4 separate regions of the Zea mays genome follow, and regions 1, 2 and 4 are each linked to region 3. Evidence: chromatin contacts called from public Hi-C data. All regions are on one chromosome and are shown on one strand. Each heading gives the region's core, a stretch centred on a gene start, on an enhancer-like site or on the middle of the called end of the contact. The rest is flanking DNA. Distances are from core to core; before and after follow the strand shown. Region 1 holds the start of LOC100278051. Region 2 holds the start of LOC103626961 (expansin-A23). Region 3 holds the start of LOC100192764. Region 4 holds the start of LOC100285621 (WRKY39v2 - superfamily of TFs having WRKY and zinc finger domains).

Region 1 (6,774 bases), core at 3,750-6,249, 230 kb after region 3:
TGAGTACCCTAACCATGTCTATAGGCTCTCTAAGGCGCTTTATGGGCTCAAGCAAGCCCCAAGAGCATGGTATGAATGCCTAAGAGATTTCCTTATAGCTAATGGCTTCAAAGTCGGAAAGGCCGATCCTACTCTATTCACTAAAACTCTTAAAAATGACTTGTTTGTATGCCAAATTTATGTTGATGATATTATATTTGGGTCTACTAACGAGTCTACATGTGAAGAATTTAGTAGGATCATGACACAAAAGTTCGAGATGTCTATGATGGGGGAGTTGAAGTATTTCTTAGGATTTCAAGTGAAGCAACTCCAAGAGGGCACCTTCCTAAGCCAAACGAAGTATACTCAAGATATTCTAAGTAAGTTTGGGATGAAGGATGCTAAGCCCATCAAAACACCCATGGGAACCAATGGGCATCTCGACCTCGACACGGGAGGTAAATCCGTCGATCAAAAGGTATATCGGTCGATGATAGGTTCATTACTCTATTTATGTGCATCTCGACCGGACATTATGCTTTCCGTTTGCATGTGTGCAAGATTTCAATCTGACCCTAAGGAATCTCACCTTACGGCCGTAAAACGAATCTTGAGATATCTGGCTTATACTCCTAAGTTTGGGCTTTGGTACCCTCGGGGATCCACATTTGATTTGATTGGTTATTCGGATGCCGATTGGGCGGGGTGTAAGATTAATAGAAAGAGCACATCGGGGACTTGCCAGTTCTTGGGAAGATCCTTGGTGTCTTGGGCTTCTAAGAAGCAAAATTCCGTAGCTCTTTCTACCGCCGAAGCCGAGTACATTGCCGCAGGCCATTGTTGCGCGCAATTGCTTTGGATGAGGCAAACCCTGCGGGACTACGGTTACAAAATAACCAAAGTCCCTTTGCTATGTGATAATGAGAGTGCAATCAAGATGGCGGATAATCCCGTCGAGCATAGCCGCACTAAACACATAGCCATTCGGTATCATTTTTTTAGGGATCACCAACAAAAGGGAGATATCGAGATTTCTTACATTAACACTAAAGATCAATTAGCCGATATCTTTACCAAGCCTCTTGATGAACAAACTTTTAACAAACTTAGGCATGAGCTCAATATTCTTGATTCGCGCAATTTCTTTTGCTAAATTGCACACATAGCTCATTTGTATACCTTTGATCATGTCTCTTTCATATGCTATAACTAATGTGTTTTTCAAGTCTATTTCAAACCAAGTCATAGGTGTATTAAAAGGGAATTGGAGTCTTCGGCGAAGACAAAGACTTCCACTCCGTAACTCATCCTTCGCCGTCGCTCCGCGCACCTCTCCATCTTTTTGGGGAGAGTTCAAAGCAAAAGGACTTCGTCTTTGGTACAATCTTCACTCATTTATTTATGACCAAAGGGGAAGAAAGTGCTTCGAGGGCTCTAATGACTCCGTTTTTGGCGATTCATGCCAAAGGGGGAGAAAATATTTGCCCAAAGCAAAAGGACCGCACCACCACCTAATTTTAAATTTGGAGATTTTCAATTGGTAAATTTCAAATTGGTATCTTATTGTGTTCAAAAGGGGGAGAAAGTAGTATTTCAAAAATGATATATCAAAACCCTCTTGAGCACTAAGAGGAGAATCTCATTTAGGGGGAGTTTTGTTTAGTCAAAAGAAAAGCATTTGAAACATGGGGAGAAAATTTCAAATCTTGAAAATGCTTTGCAAAATCTTATTTATTTACCTTTGACTATTTGTAAAAGAACCTTGAAAAGGATTTACAAAAGAATTTGCAAAAACAAAACATGTGGTGCAAACGTGGTCCAAAATGTTAAAAACAAAGAAACAATCCATGCATATCTTGTAAGTATTTATATTGGCTCAATTCCAAGCAGCCTTTGCACTTACATTATGCAAACTAGTTCAATTTTGCTCCTCTATATTTGCTTTGGTTTGTGTTGGCATCAATCACCAAAAAGGGGGAGATTGAAAGGGAATTAGGCTTACACCTAGTTCCTAAATAATTTTGGTGGTTGAATTGCCCAACACAAATAATTGGACTAACTAGTTTGCTCTAGTGTATAAGTTATACAGGTGCCAAAGGTTCACAACAAGCCAATTAAAAAGACCAATGTTGGGTTCAAAATAGAGAGCTAAAGGCATCCCGAAAGGCTCCCTGGTCTGGCGCACCGGACTGTCCGGTGTGCCACCGGACAGTGTCCGGTGCACCAGGGGACCTCGCGCTGAACTCCTCAGCCTCGGGAATTTTCGGAGCCGGCGCGCTATAATTCACCGGACATGTCCGGTATACACCGGACAGTGTCCGGTGCTCCAAGAGGACGCGGCTCTGGAACTTGGCAGCCTCGGGAATTCGCAACAGCTGCTCCGCTATAATTCACCGGACATGTCCGGTGTACACCGGATTGTCCGGTGTAACAACGGGGCAACGACTACTTCGGCGCCAACGGCTACCTGCAGACGCATTAAATGCGCGCCAGCGCGCGCAGAAGTCAGGCACGCCCATACTGGTGCACCAGACAGTCTACAGTACATGTCCGGTGCGCCACCGGACATCCAGGCGGGCCCAGCGTCAGAGCTCCAACGGTCGGAACCCTAACGGCCGGGTGACGTGGCTGGCGCACCGGACATGTCCGGTGCACCATACGACAGTCAGCCCCACCAAACGGCTAGTTTGGTGGTTGGGGCTATAAATACCCCCAACCACCCACCATTCATGGTATCCAAGTTTTCCACTTCTCAACCACTTACAAGAGCTAGGCATTCAATTCTAGACACACAAAGAGATCAAATCCTCTCCAATTCCACACAAGGCTCTAGTAACTAGCGAGAGAGATTTGCCGTGTTCTTTTGAGCTCTTGCGCTTGGATTGCTTCTTTTCTTTCTCACTTGTTCTTGTGATCAAAACTCCATTGTAATCAAGGCAAGAGGCACCAATTGTGTGGTGGCCCTTGCGGGGAAGTTTTGTTCCCGGTTTTTGATTTGAGAAGAGAAGCTCACTCGGTCGAAGGGACCGTTTGAGAGAGGGAAAGGGTTGAAAGAGACCCGGTCTTTGTGACCACCTCAACGGGGAGTAGGTTTGCGAGAACCGAACCTCGGTAAAACAAATCCTTGTGTCACACTCCTTATTTGCTTGAGATTTGTTTTGCATCCTCTCTCGCGGACTCGTTTTTATTTCTAATGCTAACCCGGCTTGTAGTTGTGTTTATATTTGTAAATTTCAGTTTCGCCCTATTCACCCCCCTCTAGGCGACTAACCAAGTTTGAGTAGAGATAAGAAGAAGAAAGCAAGTCCTTTTCACTTGATTGCTTTGTAAAGATATAGAATATATTAAGAGCAATATTACAAGTGAATTTGAGAGACACGGGAAGGGGGAAAATTAACAAGTCGCTTCTAGGTATGAAAACAGACAAAAATAGTCGGAAAAACCCTCTCCCATTCAAGTTCCTGTATTTTTTTTTATCAAAAACAGGAGCTGGAGCAAGATGGCCGGTTTTTTTTATCGAAAACAGGAGTTGGAGCAGGATGGCCGGAAACGGTAGCGGGATATATGATTACATGAACGGATTACAACGAACAGATACACAATGAAAATAGACGGTAACTGAAAACGTTAGCCGGATTATGTAATATCGTATCAAGATATCAACCATTAAACTTATATCTCATGTCTCAGGCAATGCACGCTCCATGGCTCCAATACTCCAACTAACCAAGAAAAAATGACCAAAATGAACAAAGTCAGAACGAAACCAACGCCAAAACTAAAACAAAAATGTGGAAAAAGATACACACACCAAAACATAAACGAAAAGAAACTCTAGATAACGACGACTAGTTATTAGAGGCTTTAATCTCTCCTTCGTTCTGCTCTCTTAGTTTGAAAACACGCTGCATACGTATATGACCATGGCGTGGCAATCTGTGTCACTCATGGATGTTTGGTTTATTGCTTCACTTGCCACAATTTACCACATTTAAGATTAGACAAGTTTGACCAAGTTAGATATATATTTGGTTTAGAGCACAATTATGAATAGATTTTTCTCCAGCTATGTAGATCCAACTCGTCAATGACTTATAAAAGTGTAACAAGATTTCCTTAGACTTAGTAAAGTGTGGCACATAATTTAAGCGTCTAACCTTAGACACCTTAGACAAATATGACATAAAAATGTGTGACAATTTTTTGGTAACTTAGATATAGAACTAAACAGGCCCTCATTTAGGGACTTAGGGTTTCCCAATCTTCAGTTCATCACTTCGACAGATAGGCCGTAGACGGTAGCCGGTAGGATTTAGGCTCCTGTTGGGCTCCGGTGTGTGTGGGTTTGTGGCCGTGTGCCCATTTGAGAGTGTGGTTTGTCATCTTTGGGCTTAGATGTCCTAGATTCCGAAAATAAGGACTGAACCGTTCCGGCACGTACTCTTCTGGTGTCTGTACCGTTTTCGGGTTTTCCGAGCGGACGAAACAGGACTAATTAAGTTCCTTCTTTTAACCATAATATCACATTTGTCTCTACGTATTTTAGAAGAACTCTTTGTAATTATTTATATCGTCTTACTCATATATATATTTTTTGTATTGCTATTGAAGAGCAAAGAATCTATCATTTTGCAATTAATTATGGTGATCTAGTCCCATGTGCAACATTCCACTCCGTTGTCTAAAGTTGACTGGGAGTCGAAAAGGAAAAAAATATCTCGAGCACTCTGTGAACACAAGCAAAACAATTCTTATCTCAGCGGATATCCAGGATTGGTTCTTCCAGAACCCTCAACCAGAAATTTCCGACACTACTATATAAAACGGAGTAGTAAAGAAGCCGAAGAAAATAGAGGAAATGGATTGAAATCCCAGAAAACCACACGGCACTGAGCTGCCCCGGGTCACAGGCTCGCAGCGAGTGCGTGAGGCGGCCGTTGCCCCCACTTCGGCCTTGTATTTTCCCGAAAACTATATATACCTCCGCGCTCCCTCCCCTTTCCCTTTCCTCCGTCACACCCACCCACCTCCGCCGCTCACAAGCCCTAGATGTCCCCCCTCTCCTGCCCCCGCCGCGCCGCCGCCGCCCGCGCCACGGGCCGATCCCACCAGATCTCGCGCGAATCGGAGGCCCCGCTCCTCCCCGTGGCCCGATTCTCCGCCCGCGCGACCAGGAACGGCGCTGATTTGAGCCGGTTTTGGAGGTGAGGTGGGGGTGCGATTTCGGTGGTCCTGGGCCTTGCGGGGCCGGGTGGATGGATGCGGTGGAGCTGCCGTTACCAGCCAAGGTGGAGTTCGGGAAGATCCTGGCGCCGGCAGCTGCTGTGGAGGGGGTGGATGGGGCCGTCGTCGGTGGTGGCCCCGGAGGTGGGAGCGGGGAGGTGCTCAGGAGCTGCGCCGACGCGGATCAGCGTCACGGTGGTGGTATTGCCCCTCTTCTTCCTTTCCCTTGTCGTATGTTTGGCTGGGGGCCGTGTTGTTGTCGTCACGGTGGAAGGGTTGGGTGTGATTTGAATTTTTGGTGGGGGAGTTAATTTCACTCCTCGTCTGCCTGCTTGTATTATGTAACTCCGCTGCATCTGCTGCTGTTATTAATGGGGGTGCTATAGTTATTTAGCAGGTGGCAAGTAATTTCCATTTCTGTGGTGGAGGTGGAGAGGGAGGACTGCGCTTCCATTTTGTGTCTGGATTGTTTTGTTGCTAATTGGTCATGTTTGCTTGGAGGAAGATGAGTTTGTGGCTGCCGTTCAGAGATGTATGTTAATGAATTATATGGTACAGGAAGGGGAAGCCAGTTCGATTACTTACTTAGCAGATTAGTGATCTCTTTCCACCATGATGCCTGCAGCTTTGATGTTTTTTTCGTGTATTGGCTGATCTATTGCTTGTGGTCTGTGTTGGTTATATGCGCTTGTCTGCAATAGATTACATATTATTCTCTTTTTTCTTGGCAGCTTGTAAATGCTGGTGGCTGTGTACATAGTCCTTTTTATGTGATCTTGAGGTGCTTGGAATTGGTTGTCTAGTGCCCTTGTTATCTGGTAGACTATAGTTGTCTTTTCTAGTTGTCGTGGTGGCATTTACATGGTTCAGTTGATCAGTTCATTTCAAAACTGGTCTTCTACTTTTGCTGTTGCACATGTCCCCTTCCTTCAAAGCCTTCTTGCTTTGTTTGATTTCATGAAACCTTTTCTTTTGTGTACCATGCCCATCATCTTTGTCGTTGTCTTCTCGTACTGTATTGGTGGTTTTATTTACAATAGAAGTGCATATGCTATATTTTATGCCCGTTTACTTATGTTGCTTGACTTGGTGCTTCTTTGATATTCCCATTTCCTGTCAAGAAATCCTCAAATATTTATGTTGTGATCCTCGAATCTGTTCATGATTGTTTGCGAGTGTTGTTATTGGGAAAACTGGGCAGAATTTGCAACAATTCAACCATCCAAAAAGCTGGCTACTGCTTTGTGCTGAGCAGGTTCCTTTCGGGACAAGCTATTATTTTGTTCGATCGCTCTGCTGCATGTACATTGGAGCCAATTCCTTGGAGCTCCTTGCAATTGAAATTGAATAATTGTTCTCAGACGAAACTCATGCAGTAACCTTTCCTTATTTGAACATGAAACCAAACACTGCACTATAGTTGGCTTGCACCCCGATTCTGGTTGTATGTTATGCAGACTGCATTTTACTTGGTTGCATATTGGATTTCCAGCAATGAAGTTTTGTTCATTTTTTTTGTCTATTTGTGTTTCTTTGTGAATAATGTGTGTTTTCTGTTAAGATCAATTC
Region 2 (6,545 bases), core at 3,564-6,063, 240 kb before region 3:
GTGTTAAGGACGCATGTGCCCTCAGGCACCTATTTTATCCCCAGAATATTCCCATAAAGCAGGGTTACAGACCGTAATTACAAGTATTCCTTTACAAGTTAGGCCCGTAATACAGAGGCGGCCACGCGGGGCCCGTTACAATGGGCCAGATCACACGTGGGCCTTGGGACTGAACGAGGACGCGCCGTGGTAGGACGTCGCCGCAGGCCTTCGTCAAAGTGCCGAGTCCTGCGAAGGGTGTCCCTGCCCGCTTTGTCTCCGTCGGACCAGCGGCTGCAGCGAAGGCCTCGAGCGAAGGGTGGCGTCTTTGCCTTCGCCCCAACAACCGGGAAAGGGGATATTTCAAAAAGGATCCTTCTCAGCGAAGGAAATGGGAGCCGAGCCCTCCTACTAATCAGGGGTTCGAAGGTTGCGCCCTGCGGGGTTCGGCAACTGCCCCAGAGCACTCGGGCTTCGAGCCCTTTACTGATCAGGGGGTTCGAAGGCTGGCCCCTCGGAAGGGTTCGACATCCGCCCCAGAGCGCGCAGAGTCAGGGATGGCCCTGTGTACGTACGTTACATGGCCAAGGCTTGGGCTACCCTCCCGAGGTACCCTAGGACATTTCCGAGACCAGCGGGAACGATTTGTAATGGAATCCCACCGGAGGGAGGCACCGAGCCCTCGGACCCTATCAAATGGGTCCGGGTCCAGCAAATCACCTACAGGTACTTTTGGAGCGTGCCTCTGGGCCACTAGCTGACCCTTATCGAACGGGGCTCGGGCGTCCACTCGGATCACCCGATAGCAACTCACTGGAAACACTGTGTTTGGTGCCCTCCGAGGGTAACATGGCGCTTTTCCCCCCTTCCTCCTTGAGGAAAGGCGACGAAGGGGCGTACAATAAAAGCCGAGACGGTCCTTGATCGTCCTCTCGCTCCGTGCAGAGGCTCGGGGGCTGCTGTCGCACCAGGCTACGGCCAAACTGTTGAGCACATCAACAAACCAGCTTAAAAACTCGGAGCTTGACCATGCACCCGGGCTACGGCCGGGCCGCATGAGGGAACAACAAGGTCGACCGAGGCATCACAAAAAGAATTAAGACCTCAGAGGAGTCAAACCACTCCTCTGAGGCCTCGGGGGCTACACCCAACGGGTGCGCTCGCGCGCACCCATCGGAACAAAATGGGACCGAGAAGGGCTAGTCCCCTTGCAAAAAATCTGGCAGAACCTCCAAGCCAGTACTTACACTCCCTTCGAGGCTCGGGGGCTACTGCTGGGTACCGTAATTAGGGGTACCCCCAACACTCCTTAACCTGGCTGGAAAACATCTTCAGAACAAACCATAAAGACTGATACGCACGGTTCAAGTCAAGGCCTCGTCTACCAAGGGACGCGATATCATCCGAGCCCAGGCTCGGGCAAGAACAGTAGTCCCGGACGAATTCACGCCTCGCCCGAGGGTCCCCTCAGTCAGCAGACGCACCCCCGTCTCACCCAAGGCTAAGCTCGGGCGAACTTTGTTGTACAGCGACCTCGATCGGATCGTCCCACCAATCGACCGTATCGCATGCGCATTTAATGCGAGGATCGCCTGACACCCTATCCTGACACGCGCGCCTCAGTCGGCAAGGTCGAAGTGGCTGCAGTCACTTCGCCCCTTTACTGATCGTTCTGACAGGAAAACAGCACTATTCACCCCGTTCCGACTATTGTGCCAACCACCAGGGTAAAACCAACGACAGTAAGTCACGACCTCCCCCCGAGTTCAGCCTCGGCCTCGGGAGAAGGTCTCCGCCTCGCCCAACCTCGGGCCTCAGCCTCAGCCTCGGCCTCGGGAGGAGTCACAACCTCGCCCGACCTCAGCCTCGGCCTCAGGAGAAGTCTCCGCCTCGCCCGACCTCGGCCTCGGACCGACCGCGCCGCAGGCGATACATCATTACCCTACCCCTAGCTAGCTGCCTCAGGCTACGAAGGAACAAGACCAGTGTCCCATCTAGATTACTCCGGTAACAGGTAATGATGGTTCCCCGCGTGCGTCCATGACGTCGGATTGCTCTCAAACTCCCTACAAAGGCAAAGAAACGGCAGCAGGACCCCGAGCCACACCGTCAGCTATGCTTCTACAGGGCTCAAGCACTTTTCCGACGGCCACGTTAGCACATATACAGGGCTCAAGCACTTTTCCGCCGGCCACGTTAGCACATAGCTACACCCCCATTGTACAGCTGGGCCATCTCCTTGTATCTATAAAAGGGGATGTCCAGGGCCTTCCGGAGAGGGGCGGAGAAGAGCAGAGGCAGGCAGAGTGGGAGAAACGCAGAGGAGGCTAACTCAGACAGCTCACCTCAGGGCCAGACCCTCTCTCTCTCGCGCGACGCTTGTAACCCCTACTACGAGCCCCCCGGTGCAAGATAATACAAGCCTCATCCTCCCTCTTGTGTTCCATCTTGCATCAACCCATCTGGCAGGGACACGCAGCGACAAATTCACTAGTCGGTTGAGGGTCCTCGCGGGTCCAAAACGCCGGCAGATATAAAGGGCGTTGTTGAGGACATTCCAAAGCGAAGATAAGGTGAAATTGGGGTATCGCTCTTATGTCTGAGAAGTACTATTTAGTACTCCCTCGGTCCCAAAATATACTTCTTTCTGACCCTTTTTTTTCGTCCACATTTATTCAAATGATTATATATATATATATATATATATATATATATATATATATATATACGGCACTAAAATGCACCTGGGTGCATTCTCTATATTGAATGCACACAGGGTGCAATAACACTCTGAGCACGCCTCCCCATAAGAGCACGCCCTCGGCCCTCCTGTACGCGCGCCTCCCTGGCCCCGCCACGAGTATCCTCTAATTGCAAACTTGAGTCTCTGTTTTTACTCCTTGATTACCATTGCATGCTGTGTTGTTACTACAGTTGCAACGTTTGTTGCTTGTTGATTGCAACTATGGGTATCCGCTAATTGCAAACTCATAATTGCGTGTTGTTCTGCAGGATGCAAACATACTTGATGTGTTTGTCCCCAGGGTGCGGCAAACATTTGATACAAGGGAAGAAACCTACCTCTTTTACCTTGACTATGCAAAGTTGGCTGGTTTTAGTGTCAGGACAAAGAGGTGTAATTGCAACGGCTGGTGTGGTGTGATTGCAACCCCGCATTAGGTGTGATTGCAACTGCTGTATAATTCTACCCAAATATCTGTTAAAAAATGTAAACAAAATGATTGCAACTGCTGGTGTGTTGTAATTGCAACTACTGGTGTGGTGTGGATGCAACTGCTGAGTTGCTCTGATGTGATTGCAAGTACTGAATAACTCTGAGAAATTTTGTTAAAAAATATGATTGCAACTGCTGGTCTGGTGTAATTGCAACTGCTGGTCTGGTGTGATTGCAACTTCTATATAACTAGATGCAACTGCTGGTCTGGTTCGAAAATTGTAGCATTCTGTCGGGAGCATGCGAGAAGGACGAAGACGAAGCGTCGGTTTGGCCTGAGTGGGACGGTTGGCTCGGACCAGGTGCTCCTGGCGCGTAGGTTCGGCCTGGGTGCATTCTCTATATTGAATGCACCCGGGTGTAATATATAAATACAGTGTATATATATATATATATATGGAAGCTACATTCACATGTTACTTAATTAATATATAATTAGTCTGAAATGAATTGTATTTTGGCAAAGAGGGAGTAATATGTACGGTTGATTAGCAAAGATAAATAAAAAAAGTGAGGAAGTGATTGCGAGACCGGCATTCTTCCTGCCTTTACACGTTAACTCAACTCTGAATCTTTGATCCCGGCCGCGGCGGCCGGAGCAGGTGCATTCGTTGGACCGGGCGGCTTCTTCGTGCTTCCTTGGATAAGGGATGGAGCATACGTACTCTCAACTCCAACAGGAAACCGCGCGCAAAACAATATTCAAAGCTATAGCCTTGCCTTCAAAAGTCACAATCCAAGACGCATGCTTGCTCTGGTCATGTACGTAGAACAAGAGTAAAAGTCCAACAGATGAAGATGAGCCGACGATTGGCGTAGCGAGACGAGAAAGCAAGATAAGGTGAAATTGGGGTCTCTCTTATGTCTGAGAAGTACTATTTAGTACTTCATTCGTCTCAAAATATACTTCTTTCTAACCCACTTTTTTCTGTCCATATTTATTCAAATGATAATAAATATAAACATATATGCAAGCTACATTCATATATTAATTAATATATAATTAGTCTGAAACGAATTGTATTTTGACACAGTGAGAGTAAGAGGGTGTTTGGGAACAAAGTTTTTCTGCAGTATTGAAGCAATACTGTAGTATTGAGCAATACTGTGGTATTATATACTTTGAGGTGTTTGACAACTCATCTGAAATCTCTGTATACTAAACTGTAGTATTGTAAATACTGCACTTGTTTTGCAGTTTTAGAAACTTTGGTCTCAAGCAAAGTTTTTCTCTGTAAAGAGAGCGCCAGCTGGGTCCCGCTCTGGCTGATTGGTCTCAACCAAAGTTTTTTCCAAACACCTTGATGTATTGGATACTGTTGTATTCGAAAACTGAAGCATTGTAAACTGTAATAATGTCATGACTAAAGTATACTTTAGTATTTGAAAAACTGCAGTTTGGAAAAACTGTGTTCCCAAACAGGGCCTAATATGTACGTGTTAACTCAACTCTGAATATGAAAAAGAGTAAAAGTCCAACAGATGAATATGAGCCGACGATTGGCGTAGCGAGACGAGAAAGCAAGTGTGTCTGCGCGCCTGCATTTATATTCTATCTTCCGACTTCAAGCGGCCACGGCGCATGTGCACGCTAGCGCGTCTACATCCTCCCTTCCCTAGCCTGCCGCAGCGCGCCGCCTCCACACCACGCACAGCATCTGTTTATGTAACCTCAAGACACCAATTGAGTAGAGATTACGTACTACATCAACGGCTGCATTTATGTTTGCATATATATACTCCAGCACAGCACACAGGGACATAAACATTGCACAATCTACCTGACAAATCACATCACATCAACAAAGGAAAAAGTGATCTCACGCACGCACAATCTACCTGTCGGCACGGTTGCAGCTCTGATTAGCTCCGTGCAGTTGATCGGCACATCCGTCCATCCATCGATTGGAGGAATAATGGCTCCTTCTCCAGTTTTGCCAGCCGTGGTTCTGGTCACAATCGGCTGGGCGCTGGCCATGGCAGCGGATGGCGTCGTCGCAGCCAACGCACCGTCGCCGACCGGATGGCTGAGGGCGCACGCGACGTTCTACGGCGGAGCTGATGCCTCCGGGACCATGGGTAACTAGCTAGCTAGCTAGCAGATCGAGCTGCCTCTTGCTTTGTCAAAATATATATGTATTGCACATCGCTGAAAGAACAACATCTATATATATGGCACGCAGGTGGTGCATGCGGCTACGGGAATCTGTACTCCCAGGGGTACGGCTCGCGCACGGCGGCTCTTAGCACAGTGCTCTTCCAGGATGGTGCTTCCTGCGGACAGTGCTACAAGATCGCGTGCGACCGCAAGACGGCCCCGACGTTGTGCAAGTCCGGCGTCACGGTGACCGTCACCGCCACCAACTTCTGCCCGCCCAACTCGGCGCTGCCCGACGGCGGCTGGTGCAATCAGCAGCGCCCGCACGCATCATCCCCGTCATCTACCAGAGGTCAGTATTATGAACTACTAGTTAAGCAATCGAAAGAATTAACGATCTCTAATAATAAATGGAACGGATCTTGTTCTATACTACATTATGCAGAGTTCCATGCGTTCGACGAGGTGGAGTCAGGTTCATGATCAATGGCCACAACTACTTCAACCTCGTGCTTGTCACCAACGTTGGAGGGGCTGGCTCCATCAAATCCATGGCTGTCAAGAGCTCCGATTCCACGGACTGGATGCCCATGGCACGCAATTGGGGCGCAAACTGGCACTCTATGTCATATCTCTCCGGGAAAAGGCTCTCGTTCAGGATCACCATCACAGATGACCAAACACTCGTATTTAATAATGTGGTGCCGGCTGGTTGGACCTTTGGCTTGACGTTCACAAGCAATTTGCAGTTTAAGTGAGGACTCGCCGTAGCTGCAAGGGCCTGTAGGCTCAATAGAATTCTTTATGCTATAGTGTACTACATTATGTACACACAGCTTGTACAAAACAATCTATGCATTTAGTAGTTGTGTCTCAATGATTCACTACGAATATATTGTAAATTGACTGTGTACCTCTCCATGACACATTATCAATACTGTTGACATTCTAAAGTGTATCGATATAAAGATTAGACCACACTAACGAGTTTCCAACAATAAAATGGTGCTAGAAAAATATCTAGTGCAACAAGTAATGAAACAAATAAGCATAAAGGGAGAAGACACCACATGCAATGACAGAGTCGACTAAGTCGATTCTTCAGCCCAAAGTCTGCTTAGCCGGCTCCACCAGCCAGCTAAGCAAACTGCTCTATGTGACGTGCTCAGTCCTAAGGAAACTGGCTTAGTCGACTCCCTAGTTGCGTAAGCCAACTTTTCTATTGAGTTCGAG
Region 3 (6,459 bases), core at 2,384-4,883:
CATAGGGAGCGGTCACTCATGTGGGGCCGCACCTATGCGCGCCAAAAGCGAGAGGCTACAGGGGGCGCTGGCAGCAGCGCGCGCAAGGGAGGCACGGGCGCTGGTAGCCGCGCGCGCAAGGAAGGCATGCAAAGGAAAGCGCGTGCAAGGAAGGCATGGCAAAGGAAAGCGCGCGCAAGGAAGGCATGGCAAAGGAAAGTGACTGATTTGGTGGCTAAATTGATAGACCTAAATTGTAGGGAGATAATTCCAATTAGTCACTTGCCTAATTAGTGGTTGCCTAGTTGGTCAACCGGTGGCCTATATATAGGCCTGTACGCAGGAGACAAAGGAATAAGGAATATATTATCAAACCAATCTCTCTCTCATGACAGACTCTCAAGCGCCTAGGGCTGCTACCCTAGAACCAAGCCTGCGGCAGAGGGGTATAACCTCGCCGGAGAAGACAGCTACCCCCATGGACCGAAGGTCCATGACACCTGGTATCAGCTCCAGGTTATCCTCACCACCACCAGCCGCCCATCCCTCACCACCACCAGCCGCCGCGCCATCAGCCGCCGCAACGCCCTCCCACCCGCCCTCTCCAACTCCAGATGCATTCACTCGGCTCAAAGAGAGTTTTGGCCGCTTCGCAGAGCAGTGGGATCAGTTCGTTGTGATGTTCCACCGCTATAAGGAGAAGACAGAGAAGGAACTCCAAGCAGCGGTGCGGCTTCAGACGGCAGCGCGAGGGTCCCTGCTGGCACGCCGCCAGGTACAGTCCCTTCGTGGGGAGAAGGACCTTGTTGTGGCCTCCAGGGCCACCCCATGGCCGTCATCACATGAGCAGGCCGTGGTGCGCCTGCAAGCCGCAGTGCACGGTTTCCTTGTTAGGCGGGCGGTGCGGAAGCTGCACTTGTTGATCAGCTCATCGCTGCACCAACTCGCAGCCTGCGCGCCCAACCACCAGGTCTCGTCTATACTTTTTGAACCACCTGCAGAAGTCGAGATCTAGGTATGCAGCCCCCCTGCACGGCCACAGAGGGTCGTCTCCTTCATTCGGGCACCTGCCTTGGTGCTGGACAGACCCAACATAAGAATGGGCTGGTTCCTCCTCCACCTTTCATCCAACGTAAAGGCCGCAGTTCAGCTCTTTCCTTGGGATCCAGGAGGACAGGAGGACATAGCTGCAGTTCAAATTTATATTTTAGTTCCACAATTATTTTGTATTTTCGTCTTAAATAGTAAAGGTAAGCTGAGATGTAAAAGGCTTAACCTTATTTCGTGTCAGGTAAGTCTATGGCAGCTCGAGGACGAGCTGGTCCTCAAGGGAGGGGGAGATGTCATGGGCATCATAGGGAGCGGTCACTCATGTGGGGCCGCACCTATGCGCGCCAAAAGCGAGAGGCTGCAGGGGGCGCTGGCAGCAGCGCGCGCAAGGAAGGCACGGGCGCTGGCAGCAGCGCGCGCAAGGAAGGCATGGCAAAGGAAAGCGCGTACAAGGAAGGCATGGCAAAGGAAAGCGCGCGCAAGGAAGGCATGGCAAAGGAAAGTGACTGATTTGGTGGCTAAATTGATAGACCTAAATTGTAGGGAGATAATTCCAATTAGTCACTTGCCTAATTAGTGGTTGCCTAGTTGGTCAACCGGTGGCCTATATATAGGCCTGTACGCAGGAGACAAAGGAATAAGGAATATATTATCAAACCAATCTCTCTCTCATGACAGACTCTCAAGCGCCTAGGGTTGCTACCCTAGAACCAAGCCTGCGGCAGAGGGGTATAACCTCGCCGGAGAAGACAGCTACCCCCATGGACCGAAGGTCCATGACAAAGTCGTAGCCGGATTAAAGCCGCAGCGAACAAGCTAGGATCTGCATTACCATATCTCCCACGTATATGCGACTGGGGGAAAGTTCTTCATCTATTTCCAGTTCCAAAATGATAATTCAGTAAATCAATGATGGCACAGAAAGATAAGCCAAGCATGTCAAACACTCTTTCCAACATAGAAAGCTTTCGAAGTTGGTGTATTTTCAATTTAAGCTAAAGCTATTAACCTACAACATATAAAAAAGGCCAAATTACTCCCTGTAGTCACTAAGGTAGTGTTTAGTTCCGGAGTTAGTTGGATGGAGCGGCTCCATGCCAGGGAGCGGCTCTGTCCAGGAGATTTTGGGGAGCCAGATGGTTGAACATTTAAACATAATTTTTTTTCTTTTTAGAGCCACTCTGTCCTACATGGAACCAATTTCCGTCCCACCATACTTCAGAACCAAGCACTATCTAAAGCACTATGTTTAGGACAAGCAGCAAACAAGCTAATTGTCCTTTCAGAAACATCATGTTTATTTGACTGGGGGAAGTATATGTCATTTTGTGTACAAACTTTTTGTAAGCAAAACCAAGATATAATAGCCTATCTGTCCTAGCTTCGACTTCACCTTCACCTTCTACAATATTCGAAGATAAAATGATGCCAAATAGATGACAACTTCTTGGTCCTAAGTCCTAACCCTAAGTCCACTGTACTCTAGAGATCACAAATACGCTCAGCCAGAGGATCTGGGACTTATGCTATGGCTTGTGGCTTATGACTTATGAGCAAACATCTGATAAACTATATTAGTAGAGAAGATTAAACTATGCCAAATACAAACATCTCAACTGGCATGCTTATATGATGACAAGAACTTAAAATTGAACAGGTAGCAATTTAGCCATCGGGAAATGATACTTTTGCTTCCTGGAGATTGTGAAGATTGTGTGATTAAGAACAACTTGCCAATATACTTTACAATCTACTGTATGAATGGTATTCAGGTTAATCCACAACTTATTACACTTGCATAATGCATAATAAACATAGACATGGCGAGCATGATGCTGGCTGAAAATTTTCCCTTGACAATTTAACAAGAACTGCAAAGAGTTCTAATGATTATAAGCAGTAAGATGTGCCATTGGTGTACTGATCATGCAAAGTAGTGATCGTACGATTACTGATCATTGGGTCCATCGATCATCAGTTCACTTTGCCACAACAAAAACGAAAAACCACAAGATGAAATCCGGTTATAGTCTTATAGAGACCAGATCGATGATATTGCTATCCTGGAGCCCAAAATAACCACACACACGCTGGGCAACTGAACCAAACAAACGACTGCAGTAGAATCATACAGCGAAGCTACTGATCCCAGCGACCTAAGAACCATTATGATTTCTCTCGTGATGCAACTATCCACACAGCAATAGGACCTAGCCAGCGCAACAAAATTGAACATATGAGGACTGTAAGATCGATCGAAGAGAGGAAGGTAAAGGATACCTTGATGCAGAGGTTGCCAGCGCAGATGATGTGTTGGATCTTGCCGGGCACGAGCATGGACTTGAATTTGGCGGGCAGGTCGGGCACCCGGTGCGGGATGTGCAGATCCCCCAGCGCAAGCACAAGCACCATCCTCCCCCGATATCGCGTCCTTCCCCTCCCCACACTCTTTACTCTTGATCTCCTATTGAGCTGTACGCTTGTACCTCCACCCCAGGAGCCACGATCCGCGTCTCCACCTCAGGTCAGCTCTCTATCTGGTAGAGATGCACACCATGATTCGAGTCAAAATCGTCAATCACGTCACCCCTCTCCGCGAACAAGATCGAGAAGAAGCGCGACAGAAAGGCGAGAAGAAGGGGTTTGCTCGCTTCGCTGTACAAAGTGGGCCCGTATTGGGCTCATAGCCGGGCCGGGTGAGTGCTGCCCCGTTGTTCCGGGTCGCTGTACTGGACTTTAGCCCGCTGTACACAGGCGCTTGCGCTCCACGGGTCTTGCTTTGGTTGAGCGCGTGCGCGTGAGATCATATCTTCTATTACATTCTTTATTTTAAATTTTTAATATAAATAGTGTCAAAACAGTATTTTATATTTTTTATGGTCATATGAACGATCGGTTAAATACAGTCTTAAAACGTTAAGCTAAACAAACGTCTGTCAAGCTTTCCTGGACTGTTACCTCAATTTAACTTGTGTTATCCCTTTAAAAAGTTCAGCTTGTGTTTGACAGATTGAGTTAACACTCCTAACATGTTCTCTGGTCATTATTATGTACTATATAAAGCTAGTTTCTACTGTTTCACTGTCATGTATTACCTCTGTTGGCTGCTGTTGAGCACCATACACAACAGCAAAACTGAATACTCCCGTCGGCCATAATAATTTCCGTCGGTTTTTAGGGTTGCCGACGGGAGTTAATTAACTACCGTCGGCCATAACGAAGCCGACGGAAGATAAAATAACTCCCGTCGGTTAGTCCGGAGGCCGACGGGAGCTACATTATCTCCCGTCGGCTTCGTTACGGCCGACGGGGTTTAGGGCGGGCCCGGCTAAAACGCGCGCGCCGGCCACTCGCCCAGGCTTTATTCATCGCGCGGTCGTTCTCCATCGCCGGCCACTCATCCCGCGCCGCCGCCGATCGCCGTCGAGCGCCCGAGCGCCGCCCGAGCCTGCGCCGCCGCCGCCGTGCGCCCGAGCGCCGCCCGAGCCTGCGCCGCCGCCGCCGTGCGCCGCCCCGCCCGAGCGCCGCCAGCGCCTACGCCGCCGCCGCCGACCCCGCCGCGCCCGTCCCGTCCTCCGCCGCGGCTTGCCGACGCCGCTGCCCCCGCCCGTCCCCTCCCCCGACGCCGCTGCAACCTCCACTGAGACAGTAAGATTGAAATCATTTAAAATTATATCATTGCGATATATATTTATATTTATATCGAAAATATGTTTATTCCCGTCGGTTGGTTGATTGTATTGATTAAGCCGACGGGAGTTAACTACGTTGTGGTAGTTTGATTAGTATGATACACTGTTTATTTTCCTAGAGTTTTAGGGTTAAGTGCGCAGACCAGTAGTTAACCCTAGGCGTCACCCGTTCTGGAAGCATGCACATGCATCACATTTATTCATATGTTTGGGCCTAATGCACCTAGACAATCTATGGATGCATAGATTGTATAGTTTCATTCGGTCCAAACACAAGATTACTTGTGATGTGCGTGGTTCCGGGATTGTCCACGTATTTGGACAGCCGGAGAATGGGTGTGGCCGCATGTGATTCGTGCACGTGTCCGTTGGTCCGAACGAGATTTCAGCAGCATAACCCAGTTGTTCTCCGTCGCACCATGATAGGCGTGTGTTCGGAGAACAGCGGGGTTATGCTGCCGAAATTTCGTTCGGACCATCGGGCACGTCACGAGTCGCATGCGGCCGCCTCCATTCTCGGGTGGGTTTATGTCCTTTCCTATAGTAGGGTTATCACCTAAGCCACGTGCATCGCTCTTATATGCTGAATTTTTGGTTGGTGGTTTACACAACAGCAAAACTGAGCCATCCTAGTCATGGAAGATGACCGTGAGTGGATGTATGCTGGTTGGAAGAAGGGCGGATGTCACACAAAGGAATGGTTTCAGAAGACAGAAAAGTTTTTAGAGAACGCTCGTGGAGAGTCAACCCACGCTGTGATTAGGTGCCCATGCACCAAATGTGGGAACATCCAGTCACATGACAAGAGAACTGTGGCACTACACCTTTGCAGTCATGGGTATGTTCAAGGTTATAAGGTTTGGGATAACCACGGCGAGTCACGGAGTATAGTATCAGCACAGATGGAGGTGGATGACGGTGAAAACGTTGATCGATTGGATCATATGTTAGAAGATATGCAGGCAGAGTTTGTCAACAATCCTGAAGATCCGCCTACAAAAGAGGTTGAAGAGTTGTTCAAACTCCTCCAAGACTTAGAAATGCCTCTGCATGGACACACAACGGTTACCATCCTCCAGTTCGTGACCCGTCTAATGAGCATAAAGTCAAAGTTTGGTTGCTCAGCCAAATGTTATAAGGCGATTTTGGACTTGTTTAGTGATGTCCTTCCTGCCGATCATAAGGTGCCTAAAGACATTTACCGGTCAAAGAAGCTGCTAAAGGCTTTGGGAATGCCATATGAGAAGATCGATATATGCCCGTCCAACTGCATGATATATTGGCGCGATCGTGCGAAACTAGAGAAATGCTTGAAATGTGGCCTGTCGAGGTACATAGAGGTGGTAAACGAAGAAGGGGAGAAGGTGACAACAAAGAGGGCACATAAGCAGCTTCGCTGGATGCGTCTCACTCCAAGACTGAAACGTCTGTTCTTGGCTAGTAGAATTGCGAGCCGCATGAGGTGGCGCAAGAATCGTAAGCCCCCGAAGGATGGGGTAATGCAGCATCCGTGTGATAGCGACGCATGGAAGGCCCTGGACAGCTTCGATATAGAATTTGCTAGTGAAGAGAGGAATGTTCGTATTGGGCTGGCGACAGATGGTTTCACGCCTTTCAGTATGACCGCAGCGTCTTACTCATGTTGGCCTGTCTTTGCCATACCGTACAACCTTCCACCTGAAGATTGCATGAAAGATGAGTTTATGTTCTTAACTCTCATCATACCTGGGAAGGATCA
Region 4 (6,672 bases), core at 1,916-4,415, 180 kb before region 3:
CTTATTGTAGTTAAATGGTTGTGAAATACAATGAATTCATATGCCAATTTCTTTTTGGTGGAAGGAACATGACACAGGGAATATTGGAATTGAATGACATTCTAATAATAATAATTTAGAGAACAACTGCAACTTTAATTACTGCTTTATTCCTCTATCTGTTTTGCACTCAAGCTTTCAAGCACTACTATCAAATCCTTACCACTTTCTGTTTTGTTTCCTTTGTATTGGATAGGGCGTCCGAAAGGACGCCCCCTGATCTAGTATTTTTTAAAGAGAAACCGGATTGAATCCAGCTGGGACTGATCCACAGCCGAACAAATCCAGCTGGGACTTCTTCAAACCTGGATCTGGTGTACTTACATCCAGTCCAACCATGATACGAAGTCTGATTAAGAAATAGACGACGACGTAAGATGTAAATTTGGTTGCGACGCACATGTATATTTGTTAATAAATAACTAACTTGCACATAAAACAAACGTGGACATATAGCATAGTTGGACATTTAGAATTTCGAAAATATATCGCACTATCGTGAAACGAATTTAACAAGCCTAAAACCCAGACGCTATCGGGCACGCGGCTAAACATGACCAAAAAATAATAATCCAATGGAGCCAGCAAGTTTTCGTACCGTACCGGGCCGTCTCACGAAGCCCCGCGTGGCGTCAGGCTGACACCAGCCGAGCCGACATGGAGGCCCCAGCTGTCAGTGCGCGCCGCGTGACAGCGCTACGCGCCGCGTGAAAAGCCGTGGTCCTTCCCTCCTCTTCGACGCGTGCACGCGACGGTCGCCAAGGCCCAAGTGCGTAGCGCGGCCCGCGGGGGTATGGAGCCGGAGGAACCAGTCAAAGGGTGTGACTTCTGCAACGCCCTCGTGCCTCCTGTGCCCGCGGTCGTCGCCCCCCACGTCCGCCCCAGGTCGTCACCGAGTCGCTGAAAACCGGGCCCCATTGTACGGAGACCACGTGTTGTTGCATAATAGTCAAAGGCCCGCCCGCAAGTACGGAGCCACATTTACTGCAGCCGGAGGGGGGTCTCCTGAATCCTGACCCATCATCGATCGTCAAGATTCGTGCAGCCAGTCGGCTGCGATGCCATAGGTTTGCTCGTGGTCGTGGCGAGCCACGAGTTGGTCTAAAGACATGCACTGAACTGCTGGATAAGTATATGTTTTGATTTTGATTTTGACTTTGGAATTCGTCTCTGTTGTGTGTTCAGTTGCTCTGGTTCATACATGCCGATGAGAGAGAGCTACTCGACTGCTCGATACAAATGTGGTTTGACTTGCACAAAAAATGCTAAGCTAAGAGGGGGAAACGAGACGCACCAGCCGCTCCATGATGCACTATGGTTTGACTTTCTAATACACATTTTTCTTACTTTGTAATGCTCTAGGATATATGAACGTATCCAAAAATAATTGTCATTCTTACTTTCTAATACACATTTTTCTTACCTCAATATACCTTTTCTTTTTAATATATTTGTATCTCTATTTTTTAAGGGTACTTTTGTCTTTTCCCCTTCTGCATTGGTCCTACTGAGAGAGTCTAAAATATAAAGTACTAGCAATGTGCTCGTACGTTGGTGGTGCGGTTTCCATTTACAAGTATGGACCGTAAAATATAAAAACATGTACGTTTTGTTGGCTACTTGGGTGTAATTGTAAGTATGGAGCCAACAAACATAGTTTTAAATCCTATTTATACATAATTTTAGTTTTGTTACTATTTAAACGTGGAGGAACACAACAACAGAGGAAACCATGCATGAAACCGTGTCAAGATGTCATGAAACAAGACATGTTTTGACATTAGATAGTACCACGAATTAAAATGTATTCCACCATGGTATATCCGACTATTACTAAAAATATTTGTATTTATATCTGATCCATGCATCCATAGGCTAATAGTTTTCATACAATACATTGTATTTTGTAAAACCAGGAATGTATAATGTAGATAAGATATCTCAAACATCAATAAGTACTAAAAAAATCAAGAGATGGCGTCCTCTTGTACGAATTATAGCTAAAAGATTGCATATTATATCTATTTGAAGTCAAAAAACAACAGCGAAAATTTCAATACATGCCATCCTTTTGCTATTAAAATAATAGCTAGATTATTGCAAATTGAAATACTGATATCATGTTAGATCTCGTTATAAATATGAGTCTTACCGAATCCAATATATTTTGGTGGTAAATGCTAATAAAAGTTAAATAAATTATGGAAGAATTTATCGATCATATCTATAAGGATACGTTCATATATCCTATCCATGGAACAAAAAAAGATTATATAGTGTATTGGATTTCATAAACCCGTGACCAAATACGTCAATAATTAATGAAAATTTCAAGGCACAACATCCTCATGTATAGAAGTCATAGCTAAAACGTTGCATATTATATTCGAATGTCAACCGATAATGGAAGCTTCAATACATGGCAGACTTTTACCATTAAATTTACAGCTAAAAATTTGCAAATCGGGAGTGTATATACCTTGCTAGAGACAATTATAAGTGTGGACCTCATTAAGTAACTCATATTTGGTTTGAAGCAGTAATAGAAATTTGAATAAATTCCATGCTGATTTACCAACCATGTTCAGAAAGATACGCATGTATATCATATATCCTATCACGCGTGACGCGTCAACACACAAAGTGAGATTTTGTACAATATGTAATCAGAGTCAAAATAGTATCGATACAATCCATTTAGATGCTAATAATTAATCAAAATTTCAATACAATCTATCCTCATGATACAACTCATAGCCAAAAGATTGAAAAAAATATGTGTATTATCTTGTTAGAACCGATTATACATCCGTATGTTCAGAGATTTCGATCAAGAAAAATCTCCTCAGAACCTCTGCTTAGTAGATTTCATTTATCAGCCTCCTTTTCTCTCTCTCATCCTCTTTGAATTTTCTCACCCTTTGACATCTCAGAAAGTCAAGTGGGGCTGCCTGCCCGACTCTGCCTGCGCGGCTGCGTCTCTATAAAACTCCAAGGCCCAAGAAAAGAAAAAGAAACCAGAAAGAAAAGAAAAAACCCACAGCATAGACCAGTAGCCCTCACCCCTTTTTAGGACAGGATCCAATGCCTTTGCCCACCACACACTCTCTCTCTCTCCTTTTACTCTTCTCATAGTCTTCTCACTCTTCCCAAACAATCAATAAACTAGCAAAAGTCAGCGCCTCCCCCTTATCTCCTCCGCCACTTTCCTCCATTTCCAAGAACTCAACCACTCCACGTCGTCGTCGTTTGCTGCCGCTGCGCAATGGAGGAGGAGCGCTGCTTCAACAACTGGGATCTGGACGCCGTCGTCCGCCTGGGCTGCCGCCGCCGCCTCTCCCCGCCACGGCAGCCCGACCCGTTTGCTTCGCTTCTCCCTCCGACCCTGCCGTCGCCGTCGCCGTCGCCGCCGCAGAAGGAGAAGCCCGTGGTGCCAGCGCTGGCTAAAGGACCAGAGCCAGAGCCATACGCCGGGTGGCGCTTTCCTAACCTCGGTGCTGGCGGCGGGCAAGACGGCGACGAGCTCATGAGGGCCATGTTAGCAGTCCAGCCTTCCCTGCCTCAGCCTCTGCCAACGACAACGCCAACGCCAACGCCAACGCTTCCCCCGGCAGCAGGAGAGCATCGACAGTCGACTGTTACAGCCGTGGACGTGCCGCTACCCCAGGTGCGCCCCGCTCCGGCCGCCAGAGCGCAGCCGAGCGGGCGGCAGGTGCCCGGTGCCGTGCCAAGATCCAAGAGAAGGTACTCTTCTCTGCTGAGTGCCTCCACTCTCCACACGCCAGCGGTTCTTTGAACTGTTTCTTGAGGAGGCTGAAAGCTCGGGTATATGCATACTGCTAAGTGCTAACGCTGTTTCCGCCGCGCACTCCAGGAAGAACCAGGTGAAGAAGGTGGTCTGCCACGTTCCGGCGGACGGCTCGTCGTCGGACATGTGGGCGTGGCGCAAGTACGGCCAGAAGCCCATCAAGGGCTCCCCCTACCCAAGGTCGGTCAGCCAGAACAATCCCTTGTTTCTCTCACAGCTTCTTGCCGGCGTCGCGTCGGGGCAAACCGATCTCACCGCCTGCTGCTCAATTTCTTGAACAGGGGATACTACCGGTGCAGCAGCTCCAAGGGGTGTGCGGCGCGGAAGCAGGTCGAGCGCAGCCGCGCGGACCCCAACACCTTCATCCTCACCTACACCGGCGAGCACAACCACGCGGCGCCGACCCACCGCAACTCGCTCGCCGGCACCACCCGAAACAAGTTCCCCTCCTCGGCGGCGCCTCCGCCGCCTCCGCCGTCCGTGGTGGTGGGCGGCGCCGGTGCCGGCGACGCGCAGCATCAGCAGCCGAGCCCGAGCCCGGCGTCCACGTCGACCGCGGGGCTCTCGCCCACGACGCCGCTGCGCACGCCGTCGATGGAGGAGGAGGAGATGGACGACGACGACGACGAGCTGCTGGTGGAGGACATGGAGATGGTCGGCGAGGACGAGCTCTTGTTCCTCAACATCGACGCCGACGCCGAAGCTGACGCCGGGGCACCACTGGAGCCCATGCCCTCGCTCTTCGACGTCGTCGACGAGCCCTTCCTAAACTCCCCTTGGCTGACGGCCACCAGCAGCGCCGGCGAGCCAGCCACAGGGGCAGCCGGCGCCAGGAGCTGACTTCTCCAACAGATAGAGACAATGATGTGCCGTCCGTCCGTCTTTGTAGATGAAACAAAATCAAGGGAAGCGAAGAGAGTAGAAGAAATCATCTGATCTGCCATTGTAATGCATCCATCAGTAGCATCGACATCATGATACTAGTATTAGTCCTAGCATCGGTAGTCAGTCCTGACCAGTACAGAGCTTGATCCATCAACCCTCAAAGCAGTTCTTCCTTCCTCACCGCTCAGAACAACATCTTTGCATTTTGTTCTTTTTCTGCTCTTTTTTTAGGTATGGTTGTGACTTTGTATCTCTTTTGTTAGGTGCCTGTTTTTTTGCATTTGTGTATAGAAAGTGGTAGATGATGAACCAACAAAAGGAGTGAAAAAACAGTTAAAGAAGATTAGTGGATGGTGTGCTTGGGTGGCTCTTCTTGCTTCTTCCTTTCCCTCCTCAACAACTTCTCTTCCTGCATGTAGCTTCTTCTTGTGTAGGCTTGAAGAGATGATGGTTCCATGCCGCTGTGTTGTTGGATGGATCTGTTCGTTTGTGGTGTGGTGTGTGTGGATGGTGCTCGGTGCTTTGGCTGCTTTCTGCAGCAGGAATGGAGGACCGGAAAAGGTCAAGGGGTTTAGCGTTATTTTTCTCTTGGTTTTGTTTGTATCTCCTCTGACTTTTTTGAGGGGAGGACAGAGGGGGTGCTGTGTTCCCATGGATTCCATGGGGGGGCTTTGGAGGGAGGTCAAGGAAAAGTTGGAGAGGGATTGTTTAGGACCACCAACAGGCCACATGAAAACCTACTCCATACAGTGTCACACACTACCACAACCTACACTCTAGAATCTTATAATGATTGACAATGCGAACCGAGATGACTTTAAAATCGTTTGCAGCCTGTGTGAAACACATATGGGTAATGGATGATAATCCAAATATTTTTTTATATGAAGTTAGACTTTTTAATTAATTTTAGTTTAAAATAAATAGGAATAGAGATCGATTGTAATCCGATTTAATCCTTAAATTTTATAGTGTAAAATCTAGAGTCCATTACCACTTCTACCTTTAGGACTTGTTCTGTAGTGGTGAATTGAGAGTGATTGGAGGGAATTAAATTCTTTCCTATTTATAACCGAAATAGAAGGAGATTTAGACCCTGTTTGGGATAGCTCCAGCTCCAAGAAATTTGGTGAAGCAGGTCATTAGATGCTCTAGAAAATCGTCAGAGTTAGAGTTGTAAGCCTTTAAAAGACATTTAGATAAGTAATTTGTTTATTATTTAGATTAAAATATTTTAAAAACTAATTAAATTGATATTATAAACTACAACTCCACACTGAAGCTAAAACCTGGAGCCATCTCAAACACCCCCTTAATCCTCTAATCCCCTCCAATCCCTATGCAACCAAACAAGTCATTAGAGGCTATTCGACAGCCCAAACTCTAGGACTAGTTCCAGGTCAGGACCAGTTCCACGCCAAGATGGAGTGGATTCTGACGGTTTACTAAAACCTGGTTTTTGATTCCAACTGCTTGTAGATGTGGCTCCAGTCCGAGCTGAAGAGGGGTGAAAAGACCTAGAATGGCCTGGTTTTGTTCACGAATTTCGGGTTGGTCCAGTTTTAATCTAGACCAAATAATTCCATATGGAATGAGCCGTGTTCCAGGACGTTTTGGGCCAGACCGAACGGGCCTTAATGTGCTCGGATCAACAATATTTTTGAATCTTTGATCTATAATTTGTGTTTTTGAAAAGAAATGTTTAATAATTTAATTAATTCTGCCATTTGCTCCCACTATTTAAGTTTGCTTGCTAATCAACTTCTTAGGTTTTCATTGTTTTGTACTATATACCATAAATGTGCTCAACACACGCCTTAGTCACTACAAAATTATAGTTACTAAGATTTGTATTATATCATTTCAGCTCTTTCTTATCACTGTTAAGAATCATTTTTTAAAAGCGTAACATTGCTTCTTGTTTAAGAAAATACTTGGTA

What was found. A called contact is a pair of places that touch in the nucleus more often than the background predicts.
Region 1: a contact with region 3 is called in a Hi-C map of ear, with 4 times the contacts expected there. The contact joins the promoter of LOC100278051 here to the promoter of LOC100192764 in region 3. A contact is called at or near these places in 7 of 25 Hi-C or Micro-C datasets (bundle sheath, ear, endosperm and 2 more).
Region 2: a contact with region 3 is called in a Hi-C map of bundle sheath, with 4 times the contacts expected there. The contact joins the promoter of LOC103626961 here to the promoter of LOC100192764 in region 3. A contact is called at or near these places in 7 of 25 Hi-C or Micro-C datasets (bundle sheath, ear, leaf and 2 more).
Region 4: a Hi-C map of leaf shows a contact between it and region 3, with 6 times the contacts expected there. The contact joins the promoter of LOC100285621 here to the promoter of LOC100192764 in region 3. A contact is called at or near these places in 11 of 25 Hi-C or Micro-C datasets (bundle sheath, ear, endosperm and 3 more) and 2 of 3 datasets of contacts at active chromatin or transcription factors (leaf and seedling).

What each region holds. Positions count from the first base shown.
Region 1 is chr5:140,682,184-140,688,957 of Zm-B73-REFERENCE-NAM-5.0, reverse strand. It overlaps LOC100278051, which reads left to right and starts at 4,999. Exons shown (of 6, transcript NM_001354131.1): 1 at 4,999-5,406. The coding sequence starts at 5,238.
Region 2 is chr5:141,149,891-141,156,435 of Zm-B73-REFERENCE-NAM-5.0, reverse strand. LOC103626961 (expansin-A23) reads left to right here and starts at 4,813. Exons shown (of 4, transcript XM_008647324.2): 1 at 4,813-5,293; 2 at 5,398-5,637; 3 at 5,640-5,664; 4 at 5,758-6,265. The coding sequence starts at 5,131. The coding sequence ends at 6,070.
Region 3 is chr5:140,907,474-140,913,932 of Zm-B73-REFERENCE-NAM-5.0, reverse strand. LOC100192764 reads right to left here and starts at 3,633. Exons shown (of 3, transcript NM_001137960.2): 1 at 3,310-3,633. The coding sequence starts at 3,441.
Region 4 is chr5:141,089,371-141,096,042 of Zm-B73-REFERENCE-NAM-5.0, reverse strand. It overlaps LOC100285621 (WRKY39v2 - superfamily of TFs having WRKY and zinc finger domains), which reads left to right and starts at 3,165. Exons shown (of 3, transcript NM_001158512.2): 1 at 3,165-3,783; 2 at 3,914-4,027; 3 at 4,129-5,077. The coding sequence starts at 3,305. The coding sequence ends at 4,687.